3 separate regions of the Mus musculus genome follow, and all the other regions are linked to region 1. Evidence: chromatin contacts called from public promoter capture Hi-C data. All regions are on one chromosome and are shown on one strand. Each heading gives the region's core, a stretch centred on a gene start, on an enhancer-like site or on the middle of the called end of the contact. The rest is flanking DNA. Distances are from core to core; before and after follow the strand shown.

Evidence for each region. Promoter capture Hi-C pulls out the DNA fragments that hold promoters and counts their contacts. Capture Hi-C pulls out chosen DNA fragments and counts their contacts.
Region 2: a contact with region 1 is called in a promoter capture Hi-C map of pre-B cells, with 3 times the contacts expected there. The contact joins the promoter of Taf1 here to the promoter of Magt1 in region 1. A contact is called at or near these places in 2 of 39 promoter capture datasets (liver and pre-B cells).
Region 3: a promoter capture Hi-C map of liver shows a contact between it and region 1, with 2.9 times the contacts expected there. The contact joins the promoter of Hmgn5 here to the promoter of Magt1 in region 1. A contact is called at or near these places in 2 of 39 promoter capture datasets (erythroid cells and pre-B cells) and 2 of 9 other capture datasets (adipose tissue and liver).

The regions. Positions count from the first base shown.
Region 1 is chrX:106,009,618-106,013,367 of GRCm38.p6, forward strand. It overlaps Magt1 (magnesium transporter 1), which reads right to left and starts at 2,185. Exons shown (of 10, transcript NM_001190409.2): 1 at 2,045-2,185. The coding sequence starts at 2,146.
Region 2 is chrX:101,531,024-101,534,773 of GRCm38.p6, forward strand. Taf1 (TATA-box binding protein associated factor 1) reads left to right here and starts at 1,712. Exons shown (of 39, transcript NM_001290729.1): 1 at 1,712-1,978; 2 at 2,472-2,586; 3 at 2,722-2,838. The coding sequence starts at 1,799.
Region 3 is chrX:109,011,552-109,015,301 of GRCm38.p6, forward strand. It overlaps Hmgn5 (high-mobility group nucleosome binding domain 5), which reads right to left and starts at 1,829. Exons shown (of 6, transcript NM_016710.2): 1 at 1,701-1,829. The coding sequence starts at 1,715.

The DNA of each region.
Region 1 (3,750 bases), core at 935-3,434:
CATTCAGGTAAACAATATATCGAAAATATTGTTTCAATTACTTAAAAATAAAAGCAAAGCTTTAAAAAGGATGACAAAAAACAAAACAGAGAGACTTAAAAGTGTCCTGGAATAGTGTGGCAGACAGACACCTGTAATTCTAGACTATGAGGCAGGAGGACAAACTCAAAAGACAAGCAAAACTTTGCCCTGTGATCCTGTCACCCCGAAGGAGTTCAAGGTCAGCCTGGAATATGTACAAAAACTTGTTTCAAGTGTAAAAAGTAAGTCATGACTGTACACATTTAGACAACATGAATATATAGGGCAAAATATGAAAGCATTTCCCTTACCAACATTACTAAAAGCCTAGAGATAGCAGCTCTTAAGGGACTGTTATGTGTCTGTTAGAGTTTTGAATTTTTCCTATACATATACATACACTTACAAATATGGCTTAAAAACAGGACTTTAAGGGTAGAAAAACCAATGTATTGCTCTGCATATTGCTGTCTACAAAGAATGGCTTGGGATTCTCCCCAAAAGCCACAGCAGGCACCAGAAAGCTCATGCCAAGAGCTTCTTTTTCTTCTTTGCACAAAGTCCAGGATTGGTTCCTAGTTCTCAATTGGCAGATCACAACTGTCCTCAAACTACAGTTCTAGGGGATTCTACACCTTCTTTGGCCCTCCATGACGGCAGTGAGCACACACGCATGCAGCAAACACTCCAAAACAGAAAGGCTCTATCAATTTCTTCACCCAGCCAAAAGGCTGCTCACTGGATTATATCTTTAATATTTGTACATTTTTATTTTCCTCTTTGCCAACTTCCCTAATATAATGTTTTCCTTTGCTAGCTCTTCAGTGTTATTGTTTTCAAATAGGGTCTCGTGTAGCCCAGGCTAGCTCTAATTCACTTATTGGCCAAGGATGACCTTGAATTCCTGAACCTCTTTCACTACAGTGTTCTGAATACAGGCATGCCCACCATATGAGGCTTTGCTTAGTTTTTAATCTTATGAAATAATTCAAATACTCAGATAGATACAGAAATTAGTTTATTTATATAACTTAATAGCTGCAATGTTTAACTGGTATTTCAAAAATGTCCTTATAGGTTTTGTGTACTAAAGAATGCACTGGAAATGGCATTAGAGTTAATGGCTTTAGTCTACTTTAAATACAGTAATTAACTGTGTAAAACTAGGGCTGCTCTTCCTTATAAAATTAGAGGGTATAAATAATTATCACCAGTTTTTTAAAGCTCTATGAGTATATGGTTCTAAGTCACAAATGTTCAGAAACACGGGGCTAAAATCCATATGTTCAGACTGCTAAACATCAAGCTAAAAAAAAAAAAAAAAAAAAAAAAAAAGCTGGGCCGTCCCAGCTCACACCTGTAACCTCAGCACTTGAAAGGCAAAGGATTGTCATGAGGTCAAGGCCAGAATGGGCTATAGGGGGGAGAATGCTTCAAATGAAACAGAACAAAAAAATAAACAGAAAGGAATACGAATATTGTATGTTTTCTACATCTCAAAGACTGCCTGTTCCATAAATTGGGGGGGGGGGGCTTAGTTTGCTCTTTCGTGATTGGTGTCCGTCACCAAATACAGACGTTTTACACATTCTGAACGCTTGAACACGGGCATGAAACTGGCATCATCTCACTCATCTAATTTTTCCACTCCTGGGTTGACATGACAGACACATGTCCGAGAGAGCTACATATGGTCGGCAGCAGAAGCTTGCATTATTATATCCTCTGGGTAGCAAAACGAGCTCCTCAGCCCAACACCCAAAGCGGTCCAAACTCCAGGAGTGTCACTACTTGTAGCTGCACGTTCCCCAGCTGCTGGAAGCGAGGTGGTCACCTACTCCAGCCTGCTTTTGAATGTGAAACCCTACAATACAAGAAGTTGCAGCTCCCGCTTTTGTGAAGCCAACTTCCTCCCAACCGCGGACTCCAAGTCACGCCCAGCACAGATCCCTGGGAAGGGGCGAGCGGACCCTTTCTAGCCCCAAGTCGAGAAAGTCCCTGCCGCTGGCAGGCGCCGCCTCACCTCCTTCTTTCTTTGGGCAGAGGCCGAAGGAACCTTGGAAACGAGCAGCAGTGCCACCGCTGCGATCGCACACACAGACCAGAACCACCTTGGCGAGGCCATGTTCACGCTTCTCTCTTGGCGGCGGGGCGAAACTTTCTTCCAGCACGGTCCGAGGGTGGGGCGTGAGAACGGGCGAACCGAGCCCTTGCCGCTCCCCATTGGCTCGGCTCAGCCCTGCCGCTCGACCCCTCACGTGACCTCACGCTCAGCAGACGCCCGCTTTTAAAAAAAAAAAAAAAGTTCTTTTCCGATTGGTTCCCGGGAGCCAATCGGAAAAGGATAATCTGGAGGTTTCTTATTGGTCCGCTGAAAAGGCTGCACCCTTTTCCTACGTGTAAAGACATCGCGCTCAGCGAACTTTTAGTACACATGCGCAGGTTTGAAATGGCGCTGAGGTTTTTTTTTGTTGGTTTTTTTTTTTTTTGAGGCACAAAATGGCTTGTACGTTTAAAAATGGAATCATCATCTAGAAAGCGTTCCTTCCTTTAGAACTGTTTGATTTTGAGCTGGCCTAAGTAACAAAAGCCTCTAATCCACGCATTTTGAATGTGAAAGCAAGAGCATCAATTGTTCAAGGTCATCTTTGGCTCCATTGTCCGGATCCCAGGCCACCTGATTAATGTAAGATTGTCTCAAACATAAAGGAGCCCTCGTGATTTCTCCCAGCCAAACTCCCAGGTTTGGGAGGTGGAAGTGGAGGCAGGACGATTAGGAATTCAACAATTCAAGGAACCTTCAGAGTTCCATTCTAGCCAAGTCCAAGGGAACTACGTGGTCTAAAGCAGAAGCTTGCATTATACCCTCTGGTAAGCAAAATTAATTTCTCAGCCCAAACCTCAGCGCTGACAACACCCAAAACATCCAAATATCTTACATCAAAAGTGGTTTTGTTTTGTTTTGTTGAAATTTGCTCCTTTAGTATAATACTCTGGGACAGGTGCTGGAGAAATGTCTCAAGGGTTGAGAACATTTAACTGTTTTTGGGAGAAGACCCTCCCGGGACCGGCATGGTGGGTAACAGCCTAGTAGTCCCAGGAGATCTGATGCACTCTTCTGATCTTTACAGAGACCAGGCACACACCCATTGCATGTACATTCACGCTGCCACCCCCCCACACCAATCTTTTTTTCAAGCACATACTATTCTTGAAGATGGCTTAAGTACTGTTCCTATGACTGCAACTCCTGATGAAGTTGCTTTGGTCAGGGTGTTATAACATGGCAACAGTAACCCTAAGACATTGGGGAAATATAGATCAGTTGATAGGACATTTAACTGTTATTTGTAAACACATAGGTTTAATCCTCAATATTTCCTCAGTATACACACAAGCGCGTGCACACACACACACACATTATAATTTGGATTTATTTATTTATTTATTTTGCAGCACAGGGCACAGTAAAGGATTGAGTAAAGGACCCCACACAAGCTGGGCAAGCATTTTATCACAACTACATCCAAAGCCCAAGGTGCATTTATTTTGAATGTGTGGAACATACTATGTGATTATTCTTTTAGGTCCTGCTAGAAAGCAAAAACCCCACAGAATTATAATAATTCCACTATTTGGAGAGTTAAGGAGATGATTGTTGAAAGGAAAGTAACTGCTTTAAAAGAGGGACGGGCTGGAAAAATGGCTCAGTGGTTGAGAGCAGGCCCA
Region 2 (3,750 bases), core at 462-2,961, 4.5 Mb before region 1:
GTGGTGGCGCACGCACACCTTTAATCCCAGCACTCAGGAGGCAGAGGCAGGTGGATTTCTGAGTTCGAGGCCAGCCTGGTCTATAAAGTGAGTTCCAGGACAGCCAGGGCTGTGATAGCTTCCTGTTCTTCCTGAATCCAGTTTCTACTACTCAACATCAAGCAGCTCCAACTCCAGAGGCAGTCAACAGTTCTGGCCTCTGTGAACAACTGCACTTCAGTGCATATACCCGTGCACAGACACATACAGATCATTTCAAAAATAAATCTTAAAAAAAGAAAATGTCCCCATGTATATACTAAAGAGAGGTGATCAAATATAATCGCACGACTGAACTTGTTGGCAGAGACCTATAATTTCAGTTAGTTGGGAAGCAAAGAATGGAAAATTCAAGGCCTGGCCCAGGAAACTTAAGTGGGACTCTGCCTCAGAACAAACTAAACATGAACAAGCAAACAGGCACAAAAAATGCAAAGTAGGAACTCTGAACAGATCCTCGGTTTGGCCACAGTGAAGATGCTCCAATTCAAACAAGTCTGTGTGCCACCATGGTGATCTGAAACATGAAATATGTCCTCAGGATGGGGCTCCGGGGTTGGTGGCAGATATGTTACCTACAGAGGCACCTCACTGGTTCAATATGTCTATTTACACAAATATATAGAGTACTTAAAAAACTTTTTTTTAAAGATAGGGTTTCCCCTAGTAGCCTGGAGCTTAACTATGTATACTATGCTGGTCTTACAGAGACAATTCTTTTTTTTTTTTTTTTTTTTTTTTTTTTTTAGTTATTTCGAGACAGGGTTTCTCTGTGTAGCCCTGGCTGTCCTGGAACTCACTTTGTAGACCAGGCTGGACTCAAACTCAGAAATCCGCCTGTCTCTGCCTCCCGAGTGCTGGGATTAAAGGCGTGCGCCACCACTGCCCGGTTCAGAGACACTTCTACCTCAGGTTTCCATTCCTGGCAAAATAAGGTTATTTTTTAAGTACAGGGAATTGAATCTATGTTGGCCAGTGAGCTGTATCCCAGCCTTGTATATTTCTGTCTCTCTTTCACTTTCTCTCCCCTCTTCAACCCCCCCCCCCTTCTCCCACTCGGTTTCTTTCTTCTCTCCATGCTTTTACACATTTACACACATATATACATACATACACACACACATATATATGCATATATGTGTATGTATATATATATATATATATATACATATATATATATATATATATAGTGCTGGGAATCATATGTGCGCTTAAAAAAACTATGAAAATGTTTAATGTTTGTGAATCTTGAAGTTTCGGTTGCTCATTTTACTAAGCTTAACATTTTACCATGGGAAAATGTAAATTCAAAATAAGTAAGTAGCAGTCGTCCCCCTATCACAATTCATAGTAATGTTCCTTTGGGGAACGGCACAAACCGGAAAAGACGGCTCAAATCATTATTGTGTAGTGTGTACTGTAGCCGGTGACGCGCGGTTTCCAGAGGTCGTAGGTCACGCCGCCTCAGATCTACTTTCTTATTGGAGAAAAATCTGCCGCTCTTACCATAGCAACCAGAACGGACCCGCGCAGTTGATGGGCGGGACTGGTTTGTTTGACCAATCACCTTCCAGTTATCCAGCCTGATCTTGGGCGGACCAATCAAACACATCAAAGGAAGTAGCCATCCCGACATCAAAGGATCACGTAGGACGGCCCATCCTTCCCCCCTTTTTTTCAACTTCCGGTAGCCTCTGGTTGGGTCAGGGAGCGCTGCAAGTCACCCGTGTGCGACTGACGTATTTTTTCTTTCCCGCCCATGGGCCCGGGGTGGGCTGGGCTGCTGCAGGACAAGGGTGGCGGTAGCCCTTCCGTCGTCATGTCCGACACAGACAGCGACGAAGAGTCGGCTGGTGGAGGCCCATTTTCTCTAACTGGGTTCCTGTTCGGCAACATCAATGGAGCAGGGCAGTTGGAAGGCGAAAGCGTCTTGGATGACGTGAGTCGTGGGCCTGGGGCGGCGGGTGCTGTGGCTAGGGAGAACTGGAGACAGCGCGAGAGGGCTCAACTCGGAGGAAGGACGAAGAGGAAAAGTCTTAAGTGTCAGTCACTGATGCTGAGGTGTTGGCTTCGAAGGTAACATTCTCCTTGCCTGGTAGGAAAGATAATAGTTAACTCTAGTAAGGTTATCAGAACCGCCACTGTGGAAGGCCTTCTTAAAGACCCTTGGAACTCTGCTTTTTCTGGCTTTTGCTGATCCTAATGGCTCCAAAGCCAGGACTACGGATGGAACGTGTGTTGTTCGGAACTGATCTGTATGGAATTTAGCAGATTTCCTATATAGTTCTTGAATGTGATGTTTCTTTGAGCAGCACTTCATGAAATAATTTCTCAGATGGATTTGTGACTTTGTTATGAGCAAGGGAAATATACTTGTGTAGGACCTTCAGGTTTAGTTGTTATTTTCGACCCTCATGCTGTCCCCTTTTCAGGAGTGCAAGAAGCATCTTGCGGGCTTGGGGGCTTTGGGTCTTGGCAGCCTGATCACTGAACTCACAGCAAATGAAGAATTGTCCGGGAGTGATGGTGCCCTGGTAAATGATGAAGGTAAAGTGTGGGCCATGGGGAGGACAGTGTGGGTGGGGGGAGGAGATTAGCCTGTTGTACGCTTTTCAGTGGGGATTTTCTAAGGAAGTGATAATTACTTGCTTTCTCTTGAGACGTCTCCCTTTTTATCCATAGGATGGATTAGGAGTAGAGAGGATGCTGTGGACTATTCTGACATCAACGAGGTGGCAGAAGATGAAAGTAGAAGATACCAGCAGACAATGGGAAGCTTGCAACCCCTTTGCCACACAGGTGATTCTCTCTCCGCCCCCCCCCCCCCTTCTTGTTTTCTAGCAATGGGTCTTTCAACATAGCCCTGCCTGACCTGGAACTCATTATGCATGCAAGATTGTCCCAAACTCATAGAGATGCATTTGCCTCTGTTTCCCAAGTGCTAGGATTAGACATGTTCCCCACTACGCTTGGTATTCTTTAATGTTGCAAAATTGGCAGTTTAGTACATTTTCTTCCTGAATAAGTCTGTTTTGGGCTCTGTCTTGTATATTTAATCTCTGCCATTGTTCTTGCCTGCCAATACATTTGCTCTGTATGCTGTTTCCACTGTCAATTCAGTGCCAAGTAGTAGGTATTCTCTTACCAAATTCAAGCTTTTATTTTTATAATGTTCGGTCTCAAATTGTTGATTAATGACAAGGGTGAAAATGATTTCTTGTCATCTCATATATTTTAGTGCCTGTAGATTTGATATAACTATTCTTATATGCTTTTCAAAGTTAAAGATGAAAACAAACCCACTCTTTGCCCTTAAGATTTTAAGATTAAGAAGGGTTATGTTTATAATCTCATGTCAATGAGCAAATGTATTTTGACTCAAATCATTCCCCTATTATACTTCTTTTTCTTCAAAACATAAGTATTTTCCCTGCTGTATTTTAGAATAACAGTCTCAGAATCGGAAGAGGTTTATTTGTTTGGCCTCTGCCTCTGGAGTGTTGGGATTAAAGTCTTGTATCACCACACTCTGCTTTTATTTTCTATTTTTGAAACTTTTAGGCCTCAAAATTGATTACGTAGCTGAGGTTTGTTTTGGAACTCCTTTGATATTCCTGCTTCTACCTATCAAGTTTTGGGATTATAGACATTCGTAACTTGGGAGAGATTTTTAAAATTTTTATTTATTATTTATTATATGTAAGTACAATG
Region 3 (3,750 bases), core at 579-3,078, 3.0 Mb after region 1:
AATATAAACATGTAGAGCAGAAAATGTCGCCAACTTTAGACACTTGTGACTTTTTCCCTGGGCTCCTGGTCCAGCAACCACGTGCTGCTTCTAGCCCCTCTTCAACACCTACTGTTTTAGTAATATGAAACGTGGACCAAGATGCAAGGTCATGCTTAAGACCTGTTTACAAAGAGTCAGTGTAACCTTTTTGAATAAATAAGGCCTCTTAAGAACACACCATTTTCATTTTGAAATCCACCTGCTCTAATGTTAAAGCCAAAACAAGGGTTGGGCGGGACGAAGGAAGGCGGAGCTTCTTGCAGTTTCCCTTTCTTGCCTTATGTTTGCTATGCAATTGTATCTATCTGACCAGCTCTACTGATTATGGACTATTTTCCTCCTCAAGTTCTGCATACAAAACAACAGTCCCACCATACTTTCAAGGAAGGAGGTCTTTGTTCTAACGTTAACGTTTTGTTCAGAGAAGCAGGAGGCGGATTTTAAAACTTCCCGCCACTACCTGCTACAAGGTTGCTGTCAGCTCTGCAAAATAGCAAGATCCATTGCACAAGACGAAAAGAGCCTGGCGGCAGGAGTCTCGGGAAGGGGGGTGGTGATTAGAAACAATTGCTTTCGGTATCTGAGTAGCCCTTTACCCTGGGAATTACCAGGCTATTATTTCAATGATACAGCCCCAGAGCACTGAGGAATTTCAGCCTCATTTCTATGTTCTAGGAATACGGAAGGCGGACGGATTCACAAGAATATATAAACAATCATAAGGCTTTTACATTAACACAGTATTTCATTTTATGATTTCACCAAGCAATGAAATAGCATTCCATTTTAGTTGTAAGATACTCGGGGGAGGGGGAGGGGTGGTGGAGGAACACACAAACACCGAGCTTCAACTTATATGTGCGCGGAGACAGGAATTTTGAAGTGAAGGGTTACAGAAGACCTGTAGCCCTTGGTAGCTCGGATCAACTCCCCATGTCTAAAGTGAACTAATCTCACGCCACCCCACCATCCAACGCTGTTAGTAGTTTCTCGGACGCGGCTCTCTAATCACCTTTCCACCTTTAACTAGAGAGTTCCGAGAGTGCCAAATCTCTCAGATCTAAAGTTTCTAATTACAGCGGTGAATCTCTCCCTTCTCTAGGACAGTTTGAAGTCTGCGCCGCCTAATGGCACAGGATTACCATTGCATAGCCATCTGGCATGACAAGAAGTGGAGGAGGGAAGAGGGGGGAAAAAGGAAAAAAAGAAAACGGAAAGAACAAAGGCAAAAAACAAGAGAAAGCCAGGGCTTTCGTTCCCCCAAACGGGATGGTTCTCTGAGAAAAACGGGAGGTAGAGGAGGAAGCTGGCGCTGGAAGTGTGGTTGGGAGAAGAGTTCTCCAATAGGGTAAGCGGAGGAAGGGGGGTGGGGTAGGAAGCGACAGCACAGCGCTATGGCTGTTTGTAATTCAGCATGGAGACACCTCTCAAACGATTCTCTCCCTTAAACAAAACAAGCCAAAAGTGAACTACCAGTTGCATACGAGACCTTCTGAAACCAAACACAGACGGATCGCTACCTTTCCCTCGCCTTCCATTCAGGACATCATAAAATCAAACTAGAAGCCAAAATGATCTTTCAAAAAGATACAAATCTCTGCGGTAGGAAATATGTATTTCGGCAGCTAATATCCCGTCTATCTTCCCATTTCACTTACCTTTCTTTTGGGCATTGTTGCAGCTCTCCGTTGGAGATCCTTAGGCAGGAGGGAAAAAAGCCGAGAGGAGTCTCTGCCTGACCGCTCCGCGAGCGACTGAGTTTTCAATGAACTAATTGCAGCACGATATGTACTCGCGTCCCCCCTCCCCCTAAAAAAAATCTCTCGTTATTGGCAACATTAAACACGCCAAGACGCAACCAAACTACGTGAATGGTTACCCGAAGTGGGAGCCAGGTTGGAGTGACAGGCTGTCAGGCCAATGAGGGGAGGTGGCCGGTTCGGAAGGCGTGGCCCGCGAACTTGCCCGAAGCCCTCGTATGCTGCCGGCTTTGACTGCCTCTAGGGTGCCGGAGTCCACGCACTTAGCAGACGCCTAGTGCTCCAACGTGACCAGCAGGAAATCCAGTTTTCTTGCCTTTTCACCTTTTTTTTTAAGTTAGAACGACAAGCGAAAGCTCAAACAGTTGGTTTTTTTCCCCCCACGATCTCCACCCCCCTTCCTTCTTCGCGCGGGGTGGCGGGCCCTTTTGAGACTGGATTGAGCCAGAAGCTCCAGTCTTTCCCAGTTAGCAAAAGGGCGAGGTTGGAGTGACAGGCTCACCCGTTTAGAGACCAGAAAAAGAGTAGGGAACGTTTCTGGTCGTGAGAACTTCCCGCCAATGCTGAACTGTGGTCCTGGCTTTAGAAGGGTGCCAGAACTGCGCGCCTCCCTCAGGTGGAGAGTAGCAATAAATCCGGGACCTGGAAGAGCAGGACTCCACTGCAGGCCGCCTACCTTCTAAAAGAGCTAGTACTCCGCCTGGAGAGAATCTAGCAAGAATTAAAAGGGGCCACGCGGGAAGTCAGTAATAACAGAGGTCACCCAGAGGAAAAACAGTGACTTTAATGGATTTGTAATTCAAAGATGATATTTAGGGCTACATAGAAAACCAAACCAAACCATTCGTTATCTTTATTACTGAAACTTGAGGTGTCTCCTTATTTATTATTTTTTTTTTAATTTTTTGGCCCACAGAAGTGCCCCCTGAACCTATTCTAGTCTCAGAAGGTGTTTAAGTAGCAGCTTTCTGTTCTGAGAATCTTCCATTTGCCCTCTAGTGTCAGAGTCTGAGACCTAAACGTTTGGTGAAAAGAAAAGAATAATATGCTTAGAAAAAAATCCGGTTAAAACAGAGTGCTGAGGGCTGCTAATTGTTACTGGAACTAGGCAAGCCGGGTCCCTGCAGCCTTTTTTGAGATGTGCTTTGCTTCAGTTGTTGAAAGAGCTAATTGTATTTAAAAGTGCTTCAACAACAGTCTCCATTCCCTAAGCTGAAAGTCTAATCAGAAAAGGAAATTAACCTTTTAAACAGTTACTTAAAAATTTAGGCCCCAGCCTAGTGGTGTATGGCTTTAATCCCAGCACTTGGGAGGCAGAATCAGGCAGATCACTGTGAGATCAAGACTAGCCTGGTCTACATACAACAAGCAAGCCAGAGTTACCTAGTGAGACTCTGCTTCATTGTGTCCCCTCCCCCAACTCTTTTTCTGTTCCTGTAGCTTAAAGAAAAAGCAGACCATCCGTTTCAAAGAATACTAGCCCGGATTGGTGGTGGCAAGGTAGCAGTGAGATGCTGAGATTCAAGTCATTCTAGGCTAAATAGACATCCTGCCACAAACAAACAAACAAACAAACAAACAACAAACCAAATTGATTTACAGATTACCAAACCATCTGTCCAATCTAAAACGCACCCTGACAGAGCCTATCCTTTCGAGTTTTGTCCCATCTTCCCTAGCGTTTAGCCTGGGGAGTTAAACAAACCACTTACCCTAAGACCTACTGAACCTACTCAAGTGACTTCACACTGCATTCTCATGCAAGAAGACAACTGAAAGGCGCATTTACATTTGCTTCCTTGGCCTGCAGTTATGTGTCATCTGACCAGGCTCCAGATGGCCTTTTAGTTACCTTTAAGTGAAAGCATAGTTGAAAGAACCTAGGTATATTTCAGTAATTTGATTTTCTGAGAGAAAATTGGTTTCAATATAAGAATTGTCTCATAAG